Regions from separate parts of the Mus musculus genome. Here region 1 is linked to region 2. The links are chromatin contacts, called in public promoter capture Hi-C maps. All regions are on one chromosome and are shown on one strand. The core of a region is the stretch at or near the end of the contact, and the rest is flanking DNA. Distances in the headings are between cores, read along the strand shown.

Region 1 (3,578 bases), core at 570-3,069, 7.3 Mb after region 2:
TTAAAAGTTGCTTCTTTTGTTGCCTTTTTTTTTTTTTTTTTTTTTTTTTTTTTTAAATCCCAGGGCAGCCTTGACACAGACAGCTGAGGATGATCTTGGAGTTGTGATCCTTCAGGCTCCATCCCCAGCCAAATAACAATATATTTTGATTGCGTATGTAATGAAAGAACTTTTGATGAGTTTTAAATTTTCAAGTATACCAGGTACAGTTGTGCACACCTTTGCTCCTCCCAGCACTTGGGAGGTAGAGGCAGGGGTATCTCTGGGAGTCAGAGGCCAGTCTGGTCTACAGAGAGGTCCAGGACAACCAAGGCTCTACAGAGAAACCTTGTCTTGAAAAACAAACACAAAAATTTAAAACAGTCTTTTGAATTTTACTATTTCTCTTTTGATGTGCATAGTTCTTTTTTTTTCAGATTAAATGCTAAATGACCTAAGTCTTGTTATAAAATATTTTAGTAATTGTATATAATTCATCATACCTTCCTATGTCCATTTTTTCTCTGTATATCACTTTTTCCCTTTTTTCTTTAAGCAAGAAATGGAGACTATACTGGAGTTACAGCTCAGGACACATTTACCTAATATGTTCAAGGACTTGGGTTCAATTTCTAGTACAGAAAGTAATTGAACAAACTAGCCTGAGTCCATTTCCTTGCATTCCTGATCCTGACTAGCAGAATAGAACCTTTATTTATGAGTCAGCGTTTTACCTGATAGCCACCCCCCCACTCCAACCCCCCCAGCCTTTGATTACTTAATGTGTGAATTTGTAGATGAATGTATGTGGACCTGGCGTGAAGGTGAGGTCAGCTTTCAGTTCTCTCCTTTAACCATGGGGTTCCAGGAATCAAACTTAGGATTTCAAGCTTGGTGGCAAGTGCCCTTCACAGCTGAGCCACTGTTCTGGCCCTTACCCCGTATTCTTGACCATTCTGGAACTCGATAAGTGTACCATGTGGCCTTATGGTGCTCTTTCTACATCTCCTTCCCCAGAATTGAGTTTATAGTCCTGAGCCACCACACAGGGATTTTCCTTACTTACAAGGTCTCCCGTAGCCTAATCAGGCCTCAAATTCATATGCAGCTCGAACTGCCCCTAAAGCATCTACCTTCATCACCATAAAGGTATATGGATGTGGAGGGCACAGGATAACTTTGGAGCCGGTTCTTGCCTTCAACCTTGTAGAGTCAGGCTTAGACGCATAAAGGAACTGTAGGACCGTATACCAGAAACGTGGCTTTTTTTTTTTTTAAACCAGCCATTGCTGATCGGAACTCTATGCGTGTGCAACTATGCCCGGCCTTCCAAGTAGAGGTTTCTGACAAGGTGACCAGTTTCATACCAAACTGAAATGGGTTGGTTACAAAGCAAGCGTTTTCAGGCCCTGCTTACTACTCAAATACGGTTTCGGGATGGCTGCCAACAGCTAGACTAGCAAGGCCAGGCCCTCTATGGGTAGGTTCCCAGTGTCGTGAGAAAAAGCAAGTCGCAGCTGGTGGTGAAGGCCGGCCCATGTAATGACGGAATTGGGCTGAAACCTATTGGTCACGGAGAAGCGAGAAACCCGTACGAAGGCGACCGAGCGAAACGAGTTGTACAAGACTAGCATTCGAAAGAAGGAAACGGAGACGCGGAAACTCGGCCAAGAGTTCGTCACTTGTCCAAACCTAGACAACGATGTTAAAAACAGGTCTCGGAGAACGAACAAACCCGGCCGACTAGCCACGGAGGGGCCCACCTTGCGTTCGTGTCCCCACCCCCGACACAAAGAGGAACCGGAAGCCCCTTACCGGAAGCAGTACCTCTGCTCTCCGAGGCATTACACATTCCTCCGCGCGCCGGAAGCGCGCGTTCCACCTTGCGGGGTAGCTTTTCCCTCGCCTCTCCTCGAGAGAGGTCGCGGCGCCTTGAGGGGCCGCGCACCCGGGGTGGACGGAGGGCGCAGAACTTTGACAGGCAAGCTGTGAGAAAACAAAAAACCAAAATAAAACAAAAAAGCTCCGCCGGCCGTCATGGAAGGGAGCGAGGAGAGAAGACCCGACTAGACGTGGCGGCGGTGGGATTTTGTTTCCTGCGGTGGCGGACTGATTTAGCAGCACGTTAACTTCCGGGAGCGTCCTGCCCCTGAGAGGAAAAGCCCTGAAGGAAACAATAACAAACGAGCGGAGGGAGAGCGGCTGGCGCTCCTGTGAGGACTCGTTCTCGTCCTAAGAAGATGCGCTGCGGCCCCAGTGCGGGGACGTGAGAGGGCTTTGGTGGCCGTCAGCCAAGCCTTTCCTCGCTTGTGCACCTCAGGCCCCCCTGGCTTTTTATTTTATTTTTTGGTGACCATGGCGTCCGTGGGCCCGGGGGGCTACGCGGCGGAGTTCGTGCCACCGCCCGAGTGCCCGGTCTTTGAGCCCAGTTGGGAGGAGTTCACAGACCCGCTGAGTTTTATCGGGCGCATCCGGCCCTTTGCGGAGAAAACGGGCATCTGCAAAATCCGGCCACCCAAGGTAGCGTCGCCTGAGGGCGGGGACGGGGGGCGTGCTGGGGCGGCGGGACGGTCCTCCTCCTCCCCGTGGCTTTCCTCTTTGGGGGTCTTCCGTGCTCTCCGGGGGCCCCTCCCTCCTCTCTTGGTGTCCCGAGGCCACTTTTGAGGATGTTTTTTGCCCTGGTTTCTGAACGCAGTTTCACGTCCACTTTGACATTTTATTTGATCGCGTGTGAGTGTGTGTGTGTGTGTGTGTGTGTGTGTGTGAGAGAGAGAGAGAGAGAGAGAGAGAGAGAGAGACAGACAGACAGAGAGACAGACAGACAGAGAGAGGGAGAGAGGGGAGGAGAGCGAGAGAGCGCTCGCGGAGGGGTCAGAGGACATTTTGTAGGAGTCGATTCTCTTCCTGCGTTGTGGGGGTTGTGGGTCTCCGGGCTCGAACTCAAGATTGTCAGGCTTTGGCCTGACGACTGGGCCATCGCATCGCTTCTCAGGTCCCCCTTCAAAAGACAGAAAGAGGTGTCTCTGGGACCTTTTCCTTCCCAGAACTTATTGGGCACGGATATTGTAGTGTGGATTGGAGGTAAGGATAACAAAAGGCTTCAGGCCCTTCCTAGGGAAAGGCGTTTGAAGTGTCCTGTCATCAGCTCACGCACCATCTTTCTGTTTGCGTGTTAAAAAAAACCCCACTAATGTCGACCGTTTTTGTGTCCAAGCCTACTGATGTTCAGTTTATCAAACCTTTGCAGGCCACTACTCGGGTTTCTTAAATTTAGTAATCCGAACTCAGGTTGTCTACAGGGTGATGTCACTAGACTAGAACCCCCACGCTAATTATTACTGCAACAAGGAGGCATCCTTGAGAAAGATAAAGAGCATTAATTTTTTGTTTTTGTTTTTGTTTTTTTAATGTAGAGGTTTAGAAAGAATTGGCCAATGAATGGTGATGGAAGAAAACGTTGAAATCTCTATATGTAAGAAATAAGAAAGTAAGGGACAAAGATTCCCAAACTGTACTATAAATAATCAAGTTTGCCTATAAATTGGTTAATTAACCTCACTTTCTAAGGTTAGGAAAGCAAATGATACCCGGTAATGAGT
Region 2 (3,719 bases), core at 458-2,957:
TCTTGTCCCTCCAATTTTACACCTGTTCAATTCCCCTGCAGGACAACGCCCACACACCAGGTTAGCCTTTAAGCCTGCCCAGAAGACTCCCGCCCATCTTCTAGAAAGACTGGAGTTGCAGATCACGAGGGAAGAGGGGGAAGGGATTCTCCCAGGCCCAGGGCGGTCCTCAGAAGCCAGGAGGCAGCAGAGAACTCCCAGAAAGGTATTGCAACACTCCCCTCCCCCCTCCGGAGAAGGGTGCGGCCTTCTCCCCGCCTACTCCACTGCAGCTCCCTTACTGATAACAACTCAGAGCGACTTTGGGAGAGCAAGTGCTTCCTGCCTCCAAAACAGCCCAACTGAGCCCTCGCTCCTTCCCTCCACTCCCCGGAGTGCGCGATGGAGGTCTGGCTCAGCACGCCCCTCTTGAGGCAACTCAAGTCGGAAACGTGCTTGCACCCGCCCCGCAGCCGCTCAGCCCTACTGCCCGTCCCCGCCCCCAGCGCGCGCTTCCTGCCACGTTGCGCAGGGGCGCGCGGCCAGACTCTGCGGCGCGGGGCCGAGGGGAGGGCCGGAACCTGGGAGCGCCTCCTCGCCGCCCCCGCTGGCCGGCGGATGGACTCAACTTGCACGAACACGAGCCAATGGCAAGGGCCAGTTTTCTGGGCCCCGAGAGCCAATCAGACGACGAGGCCCGGCCGGCGGCGGGTAAAACGACTCCCCCAGAGGAAGGGGAGGGTGGGCGGCCGCTCGCGCGCGAGCTACTTTCGCTGACCCTCCCTCCCCTCCCCCGCCCCGCCAGAGGCCGACCGCGCCCGCACGTCCAGCTCGCCTCACCCCACCTACCTCCCGCCCCACCCAGTGGGCAGAGCGAGGCTGCCGGCGGCTGCGCACTCCGGCTGCCGTTAACTGACAGGCGCCTTACGCCAACCAAAACACGCCATTTGTGTTTTCACACACGGCGGGAGGAAAAGAAGCCAATCAGCGACGAGACGTCGGCCGGAAGCGCTCCTCCGCTGCCCCCCCCCCCCCGAGCCATGGCCGCGTCCGGTGGAGACTTTTCCGCTCCCTTCTCCCTCCCCCTCCGGTTGCTGCAGGGCGGACCGCATTCCTGCCCACCACCCGCTTGCCCCTTCCAGCGTCACGACTCGTACCCGGCTGTCTCACAGAACGGCTCCACCACGCTCGGAGGGCCTGCCGCGGCCGCCCATCCCCGCAAACGCACCAAGCCGCCCTCCCGCCAGAGTCCCGATCCCCTACCTAGCCGAGGCTCTCTGAGGAGCCGGAGCCCCAAAGCACAGCCTCTTCTTTAGGCGGCCCCGGCAGCCTCCGCTGATTGGCGGCGCACCGGCCAATAAGTGTGGGGCGGTGGGCGGAGAGGCCAATGGCGCGGCGGGAGGGGGCGTGTCCCGCGTGCCCCTGGCGCCGGCACTGGGAATCCCCGTGCGGTCAGTGGCGTTTCCGCTCGGGCAGCGGGCTGAGTGAGCTGCCGCCGCTGCCGCCGCTGCCGCCGCCGGGGGAGGGGCGGCCGCCGCCCGCCTGCGCTCAGAGACTCACGCAGCCCTAGTCCCGCCAGTCCGCCAACACAGTAGTGCCGGCCCCCTCCGCCCCTGGCCCTCCCCCTCCCCGCCTCGGGCTCGCTCCGCCTTTTCTGCCCCCCACCCCCACCTCACGGGTACGGGCCATTCCCGGCCAGGAAACGCCGTGGCGCCGCGTTGGGCCTAACTCGAGTCTCGCTGCCTCCCGGGAGTGCCGTGCGCCGCAGCCCGGGCCCAGGCCCCGGCAGCGCCTGGGTCAAGGTAAGGGTCCAACAGAAAAGAGACACCGAACCACACGACCGGGCCCCGGGGGAAAGAAGGGTCACCTCAGTCTCCCTGCGTTCCCTCTCCTCGGGGTCGTGGGCCTGGGCCTCCCCAGCCTGGTAGCAGGAAGATGCTTGCCCTTTTCGTCTTCTCAGCTACCTTTACACACCATTGCACCGCTCTTGCCCAGAGAGAAAGGCTCTCCTTCATCTAGTCGACCCCACTACCTTTTTAATGTCTTCCCTGGGTCAGGACTCTTCCCCTCCCCCTACTCTGGTCTCCCCTTTTTGCCTGGGTATTGCCTACTCCACGTTTATACCCTTTTCAGGAGAGGCCTCCCAACCCTGCTCTCAAAATACACATACTTTTTTTTCTGTCCCTGAGCCCCCCACCTCCCCTGTTCTTGCGGCCTTGTGACAACTCTGGTCGCTCGTGGGGGCCCAGTCCTCCCCTCCATAATCTTCCTGAACGCCTCTCCTCTGGTTTTCCAGTTCCTATCTCAGATGGCTGCTGCTTTTCCCACACCAAAGACATTACCTTCGCCACCCCCACCTCACATTCTTGGACTCCCTGTGGCGTATGCCCCAGTATCCTTGCGATATCCCTGTTGAATTTGTAGGGTTCTAGCCTGGAATTGAGCCAGATTTTGTCGTTTTCCCTGCCTAGGGCGTGGAGAGCGATCTTTTAAGAACGACTCTAAAGAAGAGGGGGAGGGATATGCCCCTATGAATCCGTGCAAGCCAAGATCCTAGGTAAATGGTAGTGGGCAAAAGCCCTGGTTTTAGTAGGTAATCGCTCAGAAGGAAAGTTTTAACTCCTGGGAAAGCCCCTTCTATGCTAATTTATTCTATCGGGCGCCTTTGCCTTTCTCATTCTTAGGAATAAGGATCTTTCTCCTGTGTACTGATGCTGCAGCCCGCCCTGCTGGCCTGGGTCAGGGGTGCGTGGATGACCTGCATTTTCTGCTTTCTCATGTTACTTGTGTAACGTCTTCACCAGCAACTCATTTTTCGCCCAGAGCTCTGGGCTCTGGGTTTTGTCTATACCTGGATTCCTTTTGCCAATTGTTCCTGTGCTCAAAATACTTAAAAAGATTCAGGTTCTCGAATTTCCTCCATACCTTGACTAAATTGTTTTTAGATGACATATTTGTGACCAAGGTCATGTTTACATTACTTCCTTGCTTATATGTTAAATACCTATACTTTTGATTGGGGAGGATCCAGATGGAGGAGGTTCCAGGAGGAGGTTTGTGTGCAGCATATTGAGAGGAAAGTGTTTTGATGGTTAATTTGATATTAATAATGGTTTAGGTCGCTAGGAGGAAAACTTTAAGAGGTTATTTTAGATGTGTGCAATCTGACCTAGGACTAAAGCAGAGAATACTGACATAATTAGAGATTTCTGAGTTTGGAGGACACAGGAATTTCTTTTCCCTGGATTTCTTCCAGTTTTCTCAGGAGGATCATTAGTTCTCTGTCCAAAATTTGTGGCCTGTTATGGGATTAGAGGCTTTAAGGTTATTCAGATTGTCATGTGTAGAATATTGAGTTATGTTCTTTGGTAGGACATGACCCAAGGCTCTTGTTCCTAGCTGTAAATTTAAATATGATTGCTGAATGTTTGGAAAATTGACCTTTTTAAAACTAAAACTTAATGCTTATATCCACATTGCTGGTTTAATTAAAACGAATATTTGGAATTTGGTATTTGTTGATTTTCAAATCAAAGACCTCAATTTAAAAGTGACCTTAGGATTGTTCCTTTCTAAAAGCATAGTTCCAATCCTTCCAGCATGGAGCACTTGTTCCCCCCCCCCCCCAAAAAAAAGTGTGTTAAGAAGTGGGGGTGGGGTAAAGAAAAGGTTGCTCCTGTGTTGGATCACAGGAGTGAGTATACAAGGCGGCAGCAGCTGCTGGCTCTGGAGCTCTGGTT

What was found. Promoter capture Hi-C pulls out the DNA fragments that hold promoters and counts their contacts.
Region 1: a promoter capture Hi-C map of pre-B cells shows a contact between it and region 2, with 3 times the contacts expected there. The contact joins the promoter of Kdm5a here to the promoter of Setd5 in region 2. A contact is called at or near these places in 2 of 39 promoter capture datasets (cranial neural crest and pre-B cells) and 1 of 484 Hi-C or Micro-C datasets (pre-pro-B cells).

The regions. Positions count from the first base shown.
Region 1 is chr6:120,362,280-120,365,857 of GRCm38.p6, forward strand. Kdm5a (lysine (K)-specific demethylase 5A) reads left to right here and starts at 1,820. Exons shown (of 28, transcript NM_145997.2): 1 at 1,820-2,499. The coding sequence starts at 2,335. It also overlaps a transcript of Ccdc77 not described here.
Region 2 is chr6:113,075,932-113,079,650 of GRCm38.p6, forward strand. It overlaps Setd5 (SET domain containing 5), which reads left to right and starts at 1,708. Exons shown (of 22, transcript NM_028385.1): 1 at 1,708-1,781. It overlaps Gt(ROSA)26Sor (gene trap ROSA 26, Philippe Soriano), which reads right to left and starts at 1,313. Exons shown (of 3, transcript NR_027010.1): 1 at 1,243-1,313.